4 separate regions of the Sus scrofa genome follow, and regions 1, 3 and 4 are each linked to region 2. Evidence: chromatin contacts called from public Hi-C, HiChIP or PLAC-seq and promoter capture Hi-C data. All regions are on one chromosome and are shown on one strand. The core of a region is the stretch at or near the end of the contact, and the rest is flanking DNA. Distances in the headings are between cores, read along the strand shown. Region 1 holds the start of COQ9 (ubiquinone biosynthesis protein COQ9, mitochondrial). Region 2 holds the start of HERPUD1 (homocysteine-responsive endoplasmic reticulum-resident ubiquitin-like domain member 1 protein). Region 3 holds the start of ARL2BP (ADP-ribosylation factor-like protein 2-binding protein). Region 4 holds the start of MT-2B (metallothionein-2A).

What was found. Promoter capture Hi-C pulls out the DNA fragments that hold promoters and counts their contacts. Hi-C and Micro-C count contacts between places; a contact is called where the count stands out from the background. HiChIP or PLAC-seq counts read pairs in DNA pulled down with a chosen protein or histone mark.
Region 1: a contact with region 2 is called in an H3K27ac HiChIP or PLAC-seq map of alveolar macrophages. The contact joins the promoter of COQ9 here to the promoter of HERPUD1 in region 2. A contact is called at or near these places in 1 of 5 promoter capture datasets (liver) and 1 of 2 datasets of contacts at active chromatin or transcription factors (alveolar macrophages).
Region 3: a contact with region 2 is called in a Hi-C map of liver, with 4 times the contacts expected there. The contact joins the promoter of ARL2BP here to the promoter of HERPUD1 in region 2. A contact is called at or near these places in 3 of 47 Hi-C or Micro-C datasets (embryonic fibroblasts, fetal skeletal muscle and liver) and 2 of 2 datasets of contacts at active chromatin or transcription factors (alveolar macrophages and skeletal muscle).
Region 4: a contact with region 2 is called in a promoter capture Hi-C map of liver, with 5 times the contacts expected there. The contact joins the promoter of MT-2B here to the promoter of HERPUD1 in region 2. A contact is called at or near these places in 1 of 5 promoter capture datasets (liver) and 3 of 47 Hi-C or Micro-C datasets (liver and skeletal muscle).

Annotation. Positions count from the first base shown.
Region 1 is chr6:19,371,163-19,375,224 of Sscrofa11.1, reverse strand. It overlaps COQ9 (ubiquinone biosynthesis protein COQ9, mitochondrial), which reads right to left and starts at 2,173. Exons shown (of 9, transcript XM_003355802.4): 1 at 2,009-2,173. The coding sequence starts at 2,081. CIAPIN1 (anamorsin) reads left to right here and starts at 2,140. Exons shown (of 9, transcript XM_021093909.1): 1 at 2,140-2,244. It also overlaps a transcript of CCL17 not described here.
Region 2 is chr6:18,899,624-18,903,443 of Sscrofa11.1, reverse strand. It overlaps HERPUD1 (homocysteine-responsive endoplasmic reticulum-resident ubiquitin-like domain member 1 protein), which reads right to left and starts at 2,273. Exons shown (of 8, transcript XM_021093900.1): 1 at 1,843-2,273. The coding sequence starts at 1,983.
Region 3 is chr6:19,205,394-19,209,605 of Sscrofa11.1, reverse strand. It overlaps ARL2BP (ADP-ribosylation factor-like protein 2-binding protein), which reads right to left and starts at 2,593. Exons shown (of 6, transcript XM_003126968.4): 1 at 2,249-2,593; 2 at 1,173-1,234. The coding sequence starts at 2,286.
Region 4 is chr6:18,643,621-18,647,643 of Sscrofa11.1, reverse strand. MT-2B (metallothionein-2A) reads right to left here and starts at 2,519. Exons shown (of 3, transcript XM_003355808.4): 1 at 2,391-2,519; 2 at 2,046-2,111; 3 at 1,610-1,841. The coding sequence starts at 2,418. The coding sequence ends at 1,750.

The DNA.
Region 1 (4,062 bases), core at 924-3,423, 470 kb before region 2:
ATGTTTCACTCAAGTCTCGTCTGTCCTATAATTTCACCTAAATAGGATGGTGTGGCGTTGCTGTCATGGCTCAGCAGGTTAAGAACCTGACTAGTATCCATGAGGACACAGGTTTAATCCCTGGACTCGCTCAGTGGGTTAAGGATCCAGTGTTGCTGTGAGCTGTGGCGTAGGCTGGCAGCTACAGCTCCAATTTGATCCCTAGCCTGGAACTTCCATATGTGGAGAGTGCGGCCCCAAAAAGACAGAAAAAATAAATAAATAGAATCATACTGTATGTCCTGGGTGAGTAAGACTTCTTTTGCTTAGAATATCTTTTACACTGATTCATATCTTTGTGTAAATCGGTAGGTTACTTTTTTTTTGGCCACACCCACAGTATGTGGAAGCTCCCTGGCCAGGGATCAAACCTGCGTCACAGAAGCAACCTGAGCCATGGCGATGTTGATGCCAGATCCTTAACCCACTGTGTCACAAGGGAACTCCAGTCAATTACTTTTTATTACTGAGAAGTATTCCATTAAGAAACACTATAATCTGGGAGCTCCCACCACCGCAAATGGGTTAATGATCTGGCTTGTCTCTGTGGCATTCGTTGCCAGTTGGATCCCCACCTGGCACAGCAGGTAAAGGATCTGGCATTGATGCAGCTGTGACATAAGAAGCAGATGCAGCTCAAACTCAATCCCAGGCCAGGGAATTTCCACAAGCTTGCAGGTGCAGCCAAAAAAGAAAAAAGAAAAGAGAGAGAGAGAAAGAAACATCATTCTGATGAACACCTGGGCTGTTTCAGTGTTGCCCACTATAAATAAAGGTGCTATGAATATACCTGTTCAAACCTTTTTATGGACCTATGATTTTACGTCTGTCGGGTAAATACCCAGATTTGCTGGGTCATTAGCATTACTTTTACTGAACATATTTAGTTTGGAATTCTGTATAAAAACAACAAAACAGGAGTTTATGCAGGGATCTGTGGTGTCTCAGCAGCATTAGGATGCAGTCCACCTGCACAGTGAGTTAAAGAATTCAGCGTTGCCAAAGCTGAGGTGTAGGTGGCAACTGTGGCCCGGATCCGATCGGTGGCCTGGGAACTCCATGTGCTGTGGGGTGGCCAGCACCCCCCCCACCACCACACACACAACAAAACAGCACTTATTTTTTTTCTTTAAATCTACAGACCAACTCAGAAACAATGATTTTTAAAAGAAACACAGCACGTATGTGGAACAGTATCAATTTTTTAGTATATACTCAAACTGGGGAAAAAAATGGAGCAAATATTTATAAAACTTCAAAAAGGACATGGGAGGACCCAAAGCAATACTGCAGAACCACTGTAGTCCATATGACTTTAGTTGAAGTGCAGAAGAATATTTACTATTCCATTAGTTACATATTTTTGGTAATATGTTAGTACATACATTCTCTTTAAGGAAGGTGACATTGGTTTTCCACTTAGGGTACTGACAAAAAGCTTTCATTTTTAGGTAAACGCCTCTATTATTAGGAACTCAGACATAGAAACAAAATTACTACATAATGGTAATGGTGGCAAGAGGATACTGAAAAATTACTGAAGTGATGGGGGAAAGGAATGACTCGGGAGAAAGCAGACTAGGCGCTCTGCGGCTGTTTCCCGTGACCAGGGCCCAAGGGACTTGACCAAGGAGTTGAAACTGGGTACGAGACTGCCGGTCTGCAACCGATGAGCTGTGTGACCTTCGGCGCCCACAGCCCACTCTGTGGCTCCATCAACTCCATGAAATGGGAGTGGCAGGCCCTTCCCCGACGCTCTGGCTCCTCACAGCAGGAGAACTGAGTCAGAAGCCAGCCACGCAGCCGGTTCAAGTCCCGGGCGCCAGCGCGAGCCGCTATGCCCTTCACCTCACCTTGCTCTCAGGCCACCACGAAGGCCTACTTCCGCCCCTCACCCAGCCCAGGTTCGGCTTCGCGCACCCCTCTTCTCCCCTCCCCTCCCCGCTCCCTGGCTCGGCAGCCCCCTCACCGGGCAGGCGGCACCGCAGCTGCAGGAGCCTCCAGCCCGCCCGGGCGACCGCGCCGGACACCGCCGCCGCCATGTTGGAAGCGGGCACGCCGCCGACGCGACAGAACGGGCAGCAGGGAGTGCGCAGCGCGGCCACTTCCGCCCTCCCTGCGTCGCGGGAGCCTCCTCCTCTCGCGAGAGGCGCGAGGCGCGGAGCCGGCTGCTGCGGAGAACGGGGAGCGAACCCAGGGCCGCAGGTGAGCGCTGTCCTGGTGGTCCAAGAGCCCGACTTTCCCCAACGGCCCCCTCCCGGCCTGCCCCTGCCACACATCCTCTGATTTCTCATTCGCAGCTCCGTGTCTCAGCGGAAACATGGCCATGGCCACCTCCCTGAGAACCACGGAGGGCTTTCGCCCGAGGGAAACCCATGCGAGCTGTTGGGTGGACCCCCTCCTGCCCCAGGCTCTTGGCGTGGTGGCTTCTGCCCCTCCCGGGCTGCCTGATTTTCAGACCCGGCCTGAGGCCCAGGGGACCGGGGTCTGAGACCCACTTCTGCCAGTGGCCAGCTATTGTGACCTTGCGTCTCAGTCGCTCTTCTCAAATGTCGGGAAAGCTGAAGTTTCTGCCCGGGGGCGGTATTTCAGTTTCCAGGCTGTAATTTTGAACGTACGATATCCCTGAACCTCCAAGGTGTTGAGTTGGTATAATTGAGTATTCCCAAACTTGCCAGATTGGAAAAACCATCAGGATGCTTTTTAATACATTGGATATCGGGGGGTCTTTCTCCTGGAGACTTGATTCAGTACATCTGGAATCTTATTTAACAAATGCTCCCCCCCCCCAGGGGGGTGATTTACACGATCTGCAAGTTTGGGAAAGACTGGTGGCATTTATTCTGACAATGAGTGCCAAGCGCTCCGTGACTCAGGGAGGTCATGGTCTAGTCACTGAACAGAAATTTAAATGCATTGGGCCTCATTGGGAAATCTTTCACCAGGCAAGTCTTCCTAGTAGTGGAAAGAAGTAAATGGTTTTGAGATTAGGGATAACCGGCAGCAGGAGCTAACTAAGCATACCATTCTGTACAGTAAGTGCAGTAGGACCCTAGCTTCATATCCTGCACATTCCTAATCAAATCTAGTCTTCTCAAAACCTCGTACTCTCTCCTGAATGGGTGTGGGGGACACCCCTCTAAGCCTAACTCTTCCCCAAATATTAAAATTTCAGTGCCATATTTCTGGATTTCAGTGAAGCACTACTGATCTCTCCATGAGGTCTTGTTTTCTGAGTACTGTCCACCCATCTTCCAATGAAGCTTTCCTATGGAAATTCTAGCACTTGGATACCCTTTCTGAAACCCTTAACTTTGAATGTGTCAATTGCCTGAAGGCCAATATTCCGTGTCTTTTCCTTTGAGTTTCCTGTTTCTTTGCTGATTATCACCTTTTCTGTCGCTCTTTGTAAGCTTCAGTCAGTTCATTTTAATTAACACTTTCCTTTCTGATAACTGTCAGTGTTTTCAGAATTCTTTATGCGTTTGACCTAAAAGGTTTCGATCCCTGGTTTGAACTGATAAGCAGACTTCCACCTTATTTTTTTCTTTTGGCTCCCTTCATCCTTAAAAGGAGCCAGATGCCTCAAAATTTGACGTTTGCTGAGTGCCTTAAAAATAAACTTTCTCCGGAAGTTATTCTCAGATGTCTGCTTTCACTACCTGCCACTGACATTTTTGAAGGGTCCTGGGTATGTCTGTGCAGCAGTCAGAATTGGAGAGCTGCTTAACAGACAGGTCCAGTGCCGTGACAATAACTTCTCCACCACCTCTTTTTATTGATGAAACTGGGCTCTGAGTCACACTTATAAGTACGTTGACTTAGGTGCCAGTTTTTCCTTCCTTATTTATTTTTTTTAGAGTAGACATTAACAACAACATAAAACTCGGGTGATGAAAAGTATCGCCCTTTGGCTTTTAGATATTTGAAAGAGCATTGTGTCCCATTTTATTCGGAAAATGTTGATTGAGGGTGGTGGCTCTGTCTTGTTTTTTGAGGGTTAATGTTTAATAAATGTATTTT
Region 2 (3,820 bases), core at 1,024-3,523:
AATAAAGGTGCTCCTGCCAAGCAGCCTGAGACTATAAAGCTGTTTAAAACAAAATAACAGCATTTATTTATCTGCATGAATCAGGATTTTATGACAAACTACAGAAATATTCCGGATATTGTGTTCACCAGTGTTCTCACCAATTGAACTTTATAAGCAAATGCTATGCACATGGACTTGTAAAGTGTTACTGTATAGGTGGGGTCCTGCATTGTATTAGAGTTTCACACTAGAAAAGGCTTGGTAACCACAGGTGCCTGTGACTTGAGGCCTATTAAAAACGCAAAGTAAAAAACTCTGCGTCTTTACTGGGAAGGCTGATTTGAAAAAAAAAAAAAAAAACAACTACGTAAACAACTGTGATAAAGGCTTCTCACGTAAGAAAGCAAATGAGTATGCTCCAGCCATAATTTTTGAACCCAAATTTACATATCTGAGAGACCCTTTTATTTACAACTGTGGGTCTTCAAACTTCCTAAGAGCCATGTTCCTCACCCCAGGAAGTCCTGAAGGAACGCTCTCCTCCAAAGCACTGCCTTTCACCAAATGACGCAACTAAACGCTACACCTGCTTCACCAATTTGTGTACCTAATAGCCATTCTCACAGCAGCACTGCCACCTGGTTTCTTGGAGGCAGCCACGGTGAAATTACAAACAGTGCCAAGGCGAATGCTAAAGGAATGGGAGCTTATTAAATAAATAAGCACATTTCAAAAGAACGACTCTGACAGCAAACTCACTTCCACATCCTCTACAATGAGAAACGAAAACAATTCGACCCATGAGCTGCGACACGTTGCAACTCTTCAAAGAAGGAACGATTTCACAATCGTCTCCAGCCCTGATGCCCTCTCCTGTTTGATGGAGAATTACATTTGTGGGTGGTGAAGCACACTGCTGAGGCTTACATAATATTAGAGTAGAAAGTAAATACAGGAAGGTCCAGCTCAGAGCCTCCATCACGTGGTGGGCAGGGGGGGAGGGCGGCGCTAAGGGTGATATTGACAGACATGTCAACCAAAACAAAGCGAGGAAATCTCTGTAATTGAGAGACCCCAGTCTTAAAATCCAGACTCAGGAGATTCCTTCCACCTATTTCCTTTCCGAATCACTCTTTACCAGAAAGTGCACCACTCTCCCCCTACGACTAAGCAAAGGCTGTGGAGTCCAGCTCACAGGGAGGGGCCCAGGGCGGAAGATGGACTGGGAGGGAAAGAGCCACGTCTTGCTCCTGGGTGTGGGACCTTAAGTACACACTGCCCGGTGCCCACCATGTTTCTCTGGCCACTGGCTGGCGTTGGCAATTGCCCTCTCCTCTCCGCAACGAGGGGCTATATTCAGAGAACTCATTTCGCAGCCTTTATGTTTTCTCATTCGTCTTCATTGGGCGCAATCCTAACGAGGAACACACCTCGTCACCCTGACGTTTTGGGGAAACTGAGGCTTGGAGGGTGAAATGACTCGCTCAAGGTCAAAGGGCTGTATCAGTGGTCGGGGGACGGCTGGACGCCAGATCTAGGGTGCAGCGAAGGGGTATGGACAGGTATGGCAGGAGTGTGAGGTCTTGGGGACCTAGGAGGCGAGGCGACAGGGGAAGGCAGCCAGTCAGGAAGGCGGAGCGATGGCGGCCTGGAACGAGGAAGTGACAGCCACTGGGCTAGGACGGGGGCCAGGAAGAGGGAGACCACAGGTCGGGGAGAGCAGACCTGGGGAGCACCGGCCGTCGGGGGAAGGCCGGCGAAAGGAAGTAAAGGCAAAGGGGAGGGGGACACGGCACCCTTAGGGGCCGCGAGGTGGACAGCCCGGGCGCTGGCAGCGGGAGTCGGGGGCCCCCCTCTCACCGGGCGCTCGGGGTAGACGCGGCTCAGATGGGCCTTGAGGCGGCCCACGCTCCAGCTGCGGTCGCCGCTCAGCTCCAAGTCGCGATGGCGCTGGTTGGGGCTCTTCACCAGGAGCGTGACGGGCTCGGGTTCCGGCTCCATGTTGGCGGCGCTGTGGGCTCGGCGACGCTCCCGGATGCCAGGCAGACGATTTCGCAGCAGCCCACAACCGCCGCGACAACGGTTTGCGTCTTTGGGGCGCGCGCCCCCACCTCGGCTACCTTTTATAGGGACCCCGCGCCCGGGCTCCGCCGACAGAACGCTCTGTGGCTGCCCCCCATTGGCTGAGGCGGAGGCCCCTGCCCCAACGTGGCCCAATCGGCGCCCGGCTCCGTGGGCGGAAGGGCGGGCGAAGCACGTGGGCGAGGGCTGATGCAACCTGCCGCCGTGGCGTCACCCAGAGTCGTTGCTGCAGCCGCAGAATCTGCGTTCGCTGGCCATGCTGGGGTGCGAGCGGCCCGCATGGGCGCCTCGGCCCTGAGGATACGGTCTTGCTCCTTGGCTCGGGTTGGTCAAGGCGCTTTGGGGCGGGCCGGCCCTGCAGACCCCTGTCTGGCGGCCTCTGCAAATTGTTTCCTCACAAAGCAGCACCCCCGCCCTTTTGACCCCAGCCCCACTTACTCTTGCCTTCCCTGGGTGGCGGGCGAGGTCAGGTCCGCCCCCCCGGGGGCAGGCCTTCCCCAACCCCTGACTCCTGCCTCAAAGAACCGGGGTGATCCTATTTGTGAGCCCACCCGGAAGGGCACTCCTGGTGCGTTTTAGAAGGGCGAGGAAAATAAAGGGCGAGTCTTCCTGGGGTTGAGAATGCAGGCATCCGAACTGATGTTGGCCATTCATCTGTGGCCTCAGACTTGAACGTTACATCCCCAAGTGTGGGGACATCACCCTAACGGGGGGGCCAACAGGCCACAATCCAGCTTATGCTGAGAGATGCTAGAAAAGGGCCTCCCGTCATAGAATACTAACACATGCTTCCTTGAATTTGGGGCTGAGACAAGGCAGGCAGGGTTCTCAGTGTCCTAAAAATGTGACCACAAAGGCCTCCCTGATGCAGGCACTCTCCATCTGTAGGAAAAAAAGGTCTTGACATACAAAACTGACATTGTGCTGCCCCATTTGTTCTAATCCTGCTGGGACGTCTGTTTTGCCAGGTGTGTCAGGAGGAACTTGGTCTGGTTGGTGGGTCTATTAAGATAAACTGGGTGGTTAAAAACTATAGAACTGTATTGTCTCAAAGCTCTAGAGGCTAAGTCTGAGATCAAGGTGTCAGGCAGGGTTGGTTCCTTCTGATGGTTATGAGGCCAGGTAAGACAAGCGGAAGGCCTTAGAGGAGGCAGCCAGACAGGAAAAAACAGCTTCACTGGGAACTCAGATATATGCCATATATCATGGTTTTCTGTAGCCTGCAGCGACAAACATTAAGTCCTTAAAACAGCACATCCATTTTCACTCAATAGTAAGAAATTAAAGGGGTGTGATTTTCCCTAGGGAAAAGGCAATCCAATTTCTGTGATTCCCTCTTGAGTAATCAATGAGCTAGCTCCTTTTAAAGGACTTTTATTTTTCTGCCTATAGAACAAGGGATTGAGTCCAGGACACCCCCCCATTACCCCAATCCTCAGCTTCTCAAGTCCCTTCTATAAAATGGCATAGTATTTGCATATAACCAATGTACACCCTCCCATATACTTTAAATCATCTCTAGCTTATTTATAATACCTAATACAATGTAAAGAATTATAAATACCATGTAAATGCTATGTAAATAGTTGCCAGCGCGAGGCAATTTTAAGTTTTGCCTTTTGGAACTTTCTGGAATTTTTTTTTCTTTGGAACATTTTCCATCTTCAGTTGGTTGAATTGGTGGGTGTGGAACCCGCAGATGTGGAGGGCCAACTGTATTTATAAAAACATTAAATTCAGGAATTTATGAAAACAT
Region 3 (4,212 bases), core at 1,344-3,843, 310 kb before region 2:
TGCCCACATGGGCCAAAAGGACTCAAAGTACTCCTGAGCATGCCCCAGAAATCCTCAGACCCACACAGATCTTCACGCTTCAAAGGGAAACATCTGTACTTAGGAGTTAAGGGCATGAATCTTTATGGAACCCAAAGGTACTAAAACGTAGTGATTTTTCACTAAACAAGACTAAGCAGCAAAAAAACAAGTATTCTTTTCCTAATTCTCAGAAAATTTGAAGGTAACAGATAAAATTTTCTCAGGTTTTTCTCTCCCACATATTTGTCTTAGTTAGTGCCTGTTAGTGCTCACTACTTTAGTAGGACTTATAGATGCCAAGATGAATCCACAAATCAGAACCCAGTTAAATATGCAACCAAATGAAGTATGACCCGGATACGCGTGCTTTGGTATTACACTGTATTTTATGTCACAAAAATATCAAAACTCAAGACTGAAAAAACGAAATTGCTCTTTGAGGAGTTCCCGTCGTGGCGCAGTGGTTAACGAATCCGACTAGGAACCATGAGGTTTCGGGTTCGATCCCTGGCCTTGCTCAGTGGGTTAACGATCCGGCGTTGCCGTGAGCTGTGGTGTAGGTTGCAGACGTTGCTCGGATCCCGTGTTGCTGTGGCTCTGGCGTAGGCCGGTGGCTGCAACTCCGATTCAACCCCTAGCCTGGGAACCTCCATATGCCGTGGGAGCGGCCCAAGAAATAGCAACAACAACAAAAAGACAAAAGACGAAATTGCTCTTTGAAATAAAGTAGGTTAATATTGTCTTTAGTTTCCAAGAGTCCTGTAAGTTCTAGGTGCCCCATTATCTGAATAAGTCCATTCCTGGGACTGAATCTATGATGGTTATTAGTTGTTTTAAGGCTCTATGCTTCCCAGATAAATCACAGTAAAGGCTTTTTTCATATTACAGTGTGCTTGCTACATGTAGCATATATGCAAGCTTGATGTTGTCTCTACTTTTGAAATTAACTCTCCATGAGTTCTCTTGTGGCACAGGGGGTTAAGGATGTGGTGTAGGTCCCAGCTGTGGCTGGGATTAAATCCCTGGCCTGGGAATTTCCACATGCCACCCGTGAGGCCAAAAAATAAAGAATAAAAAGCTAACTCTCCAAATGGAGTTCAATGTCCTTAAAAACAAGGTTCTAAATAAAGAGCACAAGTAAGGAAGCTTACCCATGATAATGTCCTCTAAATAGCCAACCACAGCATCAAATTCTGCATCAGAGGCGGAAGAGCTGAAAAACAGGCCTGGATTAGATGCTGTTTCAAATAATTTGTTTTTTGAAAAACGTATTATAGATAATTTTCAAAAACGCACAAAAGAAAAAACAGCAAAGCAAACTTCCAGGCACCCAACTTTAAGAATTAAGAATGATTATTGTTTAATCTAGCAATTCCAAATAGAAGAAAACACACTTGACACATCTGTGAATGTAATGTCTCCATTTTCAGAAAATCTGGTACAGGGAGTTCCTGTTGTGGCTCAGTGGAAACGAACCCAACTAGTATCCATTCCATCCCTGGCCTCCCTCAGTGGGTTAAGGATCCAGAGTTGCCTTGAGCTGTGGTGTAGGTTGCAGACGCGGCTTGTATCCTACATTGCTGTGGCTGTTCCCTAGCCCGGAAACTTCCATATGCCACAGGTGCAGCCATAAAAAGCAAAAGCAAAAACAAAAACAAGAGGAAAGAAAAAAAAAGAAAATAGGAAACCTAGTACAACACAAGGAATTACCAAAAGAGACATAAGGAGCAAAAGCACGCACGGGACATCTTAAGGTTCCTATTTATTTCCTTTGGGTTCTACTCACCGCATCTTAGCTATCACCCCACACCTATCTGCTTGTGGGCTGGCGTAAACCTGGTGCGGTTAAGACACTGGCCAGGGAGGAGGCAATTAGATCGGGAGTTCTTGGGGGTGGTAGTGATGGAGGGTCCTCCGACCCGCGGTCGGGCCTCTGCAGCTCAAACTCGCCAGGTTTTGCTGACGACTAAGAACTGGAGGTGGGGGAGGGGAGGGGAGGATTGTGATAGATGCGTGGATCACCGCATGACACGGCCCTGCAAGCCGGTCCCTAAGGCCTGAATCCCGCCGTCGCCGCTGCGGCAGAATCAACCACTGAAACTGGGGCTGAGCCTTGAGGGTTCCCCTAACCCACCCCCACCGAGGATACCCGTTTCACAGCGCTGAGGCCGAGGCCAAGCGTCGGCAGCCCGGCCTCCAGTCTTTCCAGCCAGGCAGCGTCACTCACAAGGACAGCGCGAAGCTCTCTTCTTCTAGGGCGTCCATCGCCGCCGCCGCTGCAGCATCCACCACGAGGAGGAGAGCGGGCACGCCGGCCTCCTACCGCGCCCGCGACCCGGGCCCAGTCTCTGCTCCGCTCTGCAGAGCCCCAACAGTCATCAGGGAGGTCTCGACGGCGAGGCCGCGGTCGGCTCACGGCCCAGCCCGCTAGAGTCTGCGCGCAAGGCCCTGGTCTCGGGCTTCCCGGCTGTGGCCACGCGCCGGCCGGGCCTGCTCGTCCCGGCTGGCCTCTCTGCGTATCTAGCTGCTACAGCGGCGTCCTGGCGTCCGTTACTGCGCCCCGCCTCCAGTTACCATGGCCACCGCGACCCTTCCGCCGTCTTGCGGGTCCTGGCAGCCAATCACAGGCGCACGTTGCCCGACGTCAGGGGCGGGACAAAGATAGGGAGAGGAAGTGAGGGGAAGGAATGGGTGCTCGCGAAGGGAGGTGGCCCTCGGTGGGCAGGTAGGGGCCTCGCTGAGGTCTGCTCATGCTGACTGGAGATTAAATTTCACGTCGCCCCCATTTTGATAAGGGAGATATTGACGCCCAGAGAGAACCTAGATTTCCTCCTCACTTGCAATTTGGGAATGAGTTAGAAGATTTGAGAAGACGATTGATTAGTTTCCGAGTTTTAAGAGCGTTGTAAATCGAAAATCTCTTGAGAGCCAATACCTTAGCGTTTGAGCCAGAAAATGTAGACTTTTGATTTGCGAGGCAGTTACTCCTCGTGGAAGGAAAGCCCCACCGCAAGAAGATGACTTGTAGTACACATCATAAATGTCATAGTCATATGATATCAAACATTATTTGGCGGGAACCTTATTTGGTTTCTTGGGTAACTAGGCAAGATAAAAGTTGACAGAACCACTTTGAGCCAACGCAGTCAGGTGACTTTGCTCCAGGAAAAGTCCCCTCCCAAACTGCCAAATTTTGCAAAAAAAAATACCCTAGACCTGATTTTTCTTGGCCAGCTTGAGTGAATTGACATCTTTGAATGGACATCAAATAGATACCAGTAGGATGTGGAACTAAAAAGTTACCTTAACACAACTGTATCCAGGTTGAGATCAATTTTCAGAGGTACTACCTCTGCTCAGCAAGCACTAAGTAGAGGGCAGGCATCTAGAAAGATCTTCTGAACAACTGAGCAGAGTTCTGTTACGTCAAACACTGGTCAAGGCAACTCAGCAAATTTCCTCATTGCTTGCTTTTACTATAAACCACATGTACTTCTGCTGGACCAAATGAACTTGCCCACATGTTCTATTGCAAATACATGTACTAGATCAGAGTGGAGGTGGAAACTTAATGTCAGGTGTTCTGGTTATCTAATGTTGTTACAAGCCATCCAAAAACGTATTGGCTAAACAAAAAAAATCAATTATTTTGCTCGCTAATCTACAATTTGGAAAGGATGTGGTAGGGGCATCTAGTCTGTTCCACTTGGCATCAGTTGGGGCAGCTGGAAAGGGGCTAGAGAAGCCTCTTCCAAGAAGCTAACTCATTGGCTGGCAAGTTAGTATAGGTTGTGGCAACTCAGTTGTGGTTGTCAGCCAGAGGACTACAGGGTGGGGTGGGGTGGGTTGGGGGGCTGCCTCGGGCATGTTTGGGTTTTCTCGCCCTGTGGAGGCTAGGTCCAAGAGCAAATATTTCAAGAGACAGTGGAAACTGCCAGTTAACAAAAGGTCCAGGACTAGAAACAGGCACCTATCACTTCCACTGAATTCAACTGGTCAAACACAGAGCCCTCCCAGATTTAAGGGGAGATGACATAAACTTCATTTATAGAGGAGAGGAACGTCAAAGAATTTTGTGGCCCTCTTTAATCCATGTCACTGTCTTTGGCTCCAAGAACAAATGGGAATAAAGATAACAGGTACCCACTTACTCAGCCATGTGCCAGATACCATGCTAAACATTTAAAAACA
Region 4 (4,023 bases), core at 1,270-3,769, 260 kb after region 2:
TAGGCCATGGGTGTGGCCCTAAAAAGAAAAACAAAAAAACACAAACAAGTGGAGAAGGGGAGACTCCGAGATGTCGACGCACTCTCACAGGTCATACCACTTGTGGCAAAGTAGGCGGTGAACTGAGCGGCCCACACAGTCAGCTCGGGCTGTTTTCTGAAATCCCCCCTTCACACAGGGCACCTGTGGGCAAGCGTGGGCCTGACTCCTGGGCCACGTGACGTGTCTTTCCCTTTTATTTTACATCAAATAGCAATTCCCTGTACCAATAGCCTGGAGGACTAATTGCTGGCATTAATTACGAGACCGTGGGCGCCTCCTGCTTAATAAACATCCCCACACCGTTTCCAGGCAGACGTGAAATACTCATCTGGAACCAATTCTCAGGCACACCTCCTCTCCATGGGAAATGACTGGGTAATTCCCTCCAAATCCCTTGTCACTTTGCCACTTTCACGTTGCCAAGGGCTGGACTTTGGAGGGAAAGATTTCAGCCTGAGCAAGGGAAGGACTTGCAAAGATTCAGAGCCAAGTCACAACAGAGACCTGTTAGGGGTGGTGGTTGTCAGGTCACTGGAACTGGCCAAGTGTACATTTCCTGTGTGGATGCCGGGGAGGTGGCAGCAGTGCCATACAGGATGTGGGGGGCTTGTTTATGAATTGTTTCCAGTGCTCAACCTTCAATGAATGTTTATAAAATTTCTAATTTTCTTGGAGTTCCCTCATGGCACAGTGGGTTAAGGATCCAGCATTGCCACTGCAGCAGCTTGGGTGGATGCTGTGGTGTGAATTTGATCCCTGGCCTGGAAACTTCCACATGCCAAGGGCGTGCCAAAAAAAAAAAAAAGCATTAAAACCTCTCTTATTTGTTCTTCATATATTTATTGAAATTACATGTGTTGAATTTAAAACCACGGGCTTTGTATCATTCTTTTATGGCATATTTTTGTGTGTCTTTTTAGGGCTGCACACACAGCATATGGAGGTTCCCAGGCTAGGGGTCCAATTGGAGCTGCAGCTGTGGGCCTACGCCGCAGCCACAGCCATGCAGATCCGAGCTGCATCTGCAACCTATGCTGCAGCTAGTGGCAATGTTGTATCCTTAACCCACTGAGTGAGCCCAGGGGTGGAACCCATGTCTTCATGGATACTAGTTGGGTTCATTACTGCTGAGCCACGACAGGAATTCCACTTCTGTGGCATTTTTATGGTAATTTTTAAAAACCAAGTCTTGTCTGTGATGGGTAGGAAATCAAATTTGTTCCTTCACTACGGGGATTTTTTTTCTGGCACCCCATTTAGATTCAAGCAAGTGGGGGAGTTTTCCACCTCTTTAGTCACTTTTAAGCCTAAAATCCAATGAGGAAGTGAAGTTGAAATGGTGCAGAATGAGAATTCTGGATTGAGAAGTTTCTGAGCCACCAGCAGAGCAGACTCTGTATCAGCCCAACACCCTTATAGCATCTGGCCTACGGCTCTTTCATTTGATAGAAGATGAAGTTCAGTGAGATAACGTGGCTTGAAGGGACTAACATTTCCATCCAGAAACCAAGTACTTCTAGTCCATTCCCCACTCCCCTGGTGAGCAAGTCAAGGAAAACAGCCAGAATAAAGCCAACCATTTTTATTATCATTCATGTACTTTATGGGAAAAAAGAAAGGAATATAGCAAACGGGTCAGGTTGTATTTAAAAAATGCAGATTTGTACACATTGCTCTATTTACATCTGGGGCAGGGTCTCCCCAACTTCAGGCGCAGCAGCTGCACTTGTCCGAGGCTCCTTTGCAGATGCAGCCCTGGGCACACTTGGCACAGCCCACGGGGCAGCAGGAGCAGCAGCCTGGGGAAGGGAAGGAGGCAGCAGAGATGAGCGCTTGGGGTTAGGGATTAATAAGGCTTCCCATCCTCCCCAGGAGAAGTGCCGCCTTTGCTGAGGAAGAAACATCTACTGCCCTATTTAAATTCCCCTCGGAGACGCAGAGGGCTAACAACACGGTGGGAGGGGGAGCGCATTAGGGGTAGGCGTAGAGAGAATTGCACTTACTTTTCTTGCAAGAGGTGCATTTGCAGTCTTTGCATTTGCAGGAGCCGGCACACGTGCAGGACCCACCTGCGAAGAGAAAGGCAGATGTAAGAACGGGCCCTGGAGACTTGATCGCGGGCATGCGTGCCAAGAGACCGGGTTCCACAACCAATTCGTGGGATCGTAGGTAAGCCACGGACTCTGATTTCCTTAAGTGGTCAGGCAGGGTTTCCTCGTGTAACTCAGAGGAGGGCGCATCAAAACGCTTTAGAAAAGGCAGTTAGTACCCTGAACGTTAAGTGGGGAGTCAGAAATTGCTTCTCTAGCTTTACCATCAATCGTCAGCCCTGGGCCAGATCTCCTTACCAGCGGCGCAGGAGCAGTTGGGATCCATGGCGAGCTCAAGCGGAGGCTGGCGTGCGGAGACCGCGGCAAGAAGGAGGGCGAGGAGGTGGAGCCGGCGCGCTGGGGCGGAGCGCGCGGCGGGCCGCCTTTATAGCGGGAAGAAGCCGGGGTGAGTGCAAAAGCCCTGCCGGGCCGGGCGCCGCCTGCACACGCCCCACGCTGAGTCACTGGCGGCCCGTGCGGCGCACCGGGCTGTGCACACGGGCCGCGGGGCCACGGTTCCCAGAAGCCGCCCAACGTGAGCACCTCGGCGAGGGAGGGGCCGCGCGCAAATCTCGGATGCCGCGTGGGGGCGGCCAGGGGCCGTGTGCCAAACGCCCGGCCCCTGCCACCCGCTGCGGGCAAGGTCCCCGGCCACTGCCTTCCCCCTGCCCTGTATTTGAACTTTAGAGGTTAGAGGGCAGGTGAAAGCTGGTCTCAGGGATCCTGCTAAAAAAGAAAACCGGTTGGAAGTCAGGACAGATTGAAAAAACTCTTTGTACCTGTCCAGGCTTAATAATTGTGTAGCATCATTTTAAACCCGTGGGATGGTTAGTGATGACATACTGTATACTGAGGGCTTCACCATGCTGTAGGGACGGTAGTAAGTGTGTTATGTTCCAGCGCTTGTTTAATCCTCCAACAACCCCGTGAGCTAAGGACTATTCATCATTCCCACTTTAGAGAATGGAGGCCCAGAGAAGTTAAGGAACTTGCCCAAGGTCACAGAGCTGCTGAGTGGCAGAGCCTGGTCATTCAAATCAGTGGGCCCAGCAGATGCTGAAGGCCCTCTAAGGGTAGGCATCACCAACGGGGGAGAATAAGGATCAGGAGCCATAAAAGTTCATAGGGGGGCAGCCTCACTGGTGTGTGGGGAAGTTAATACGAGGGTCATTGGCTGGGAAGGAGGTTCGGGGGAGAATAAGGATCAGGAGCCATAAAAGCTCATAGTCAGGGGGGCAGCCTCACTGGTGTGTGGGGAAGTTAATACGAGGGTCATTGGCTGGGAAGGAGGTTCGGAGAGAGGAACCCAGTCTAGCCTGGGGGGAGGTGGGCCATTGCCTGGGGCCTGAGGGTGAGGAAGTCTTTGTTGGGCAGGGGAGGGGAAGGAGCTGAGATACAGGAAGCGGCCGGCTGGAAAGTTGGCATGGCCCTGGCATATTTGGAAGGGGAAACCCCACAAGAACTTTCTTCCCCAGTGGCTGCTCAAGGGGACGAGTGAATGTGGTGTCCACATTCCTCTCTGGGGAGGCACATCCTGCCCCCCCCTGCTGACACGTGTCTGGGAATACCCAGAGTGTGTCATTGGAGCATCAGCGGGTTACTGGAAAGTTCCTGGAGGGCTTAGGAAACGTTGCTTGCTGCACCGGGGAGTTTCGTGAGAAGGTGGGAGGAGGACAGGCTGTGCTTGCTGTGTTTACTGTAAAGTCCTCTGGAAATGTCTTTGCAGCTCAGGTCAGACATCACTTCCTGCTGGGAGCCCATCCTGACCCCCGCGCTAGGTCAAGGTGCCTGTGGAATGTGCTGGTAAACAGCCTGTCCTTTTCCTGCCTGGCACTTCCCATGTCTGTAACACGTAGGAACGTGTGTGGTTCTTGGATTGGTATCTGTGTCC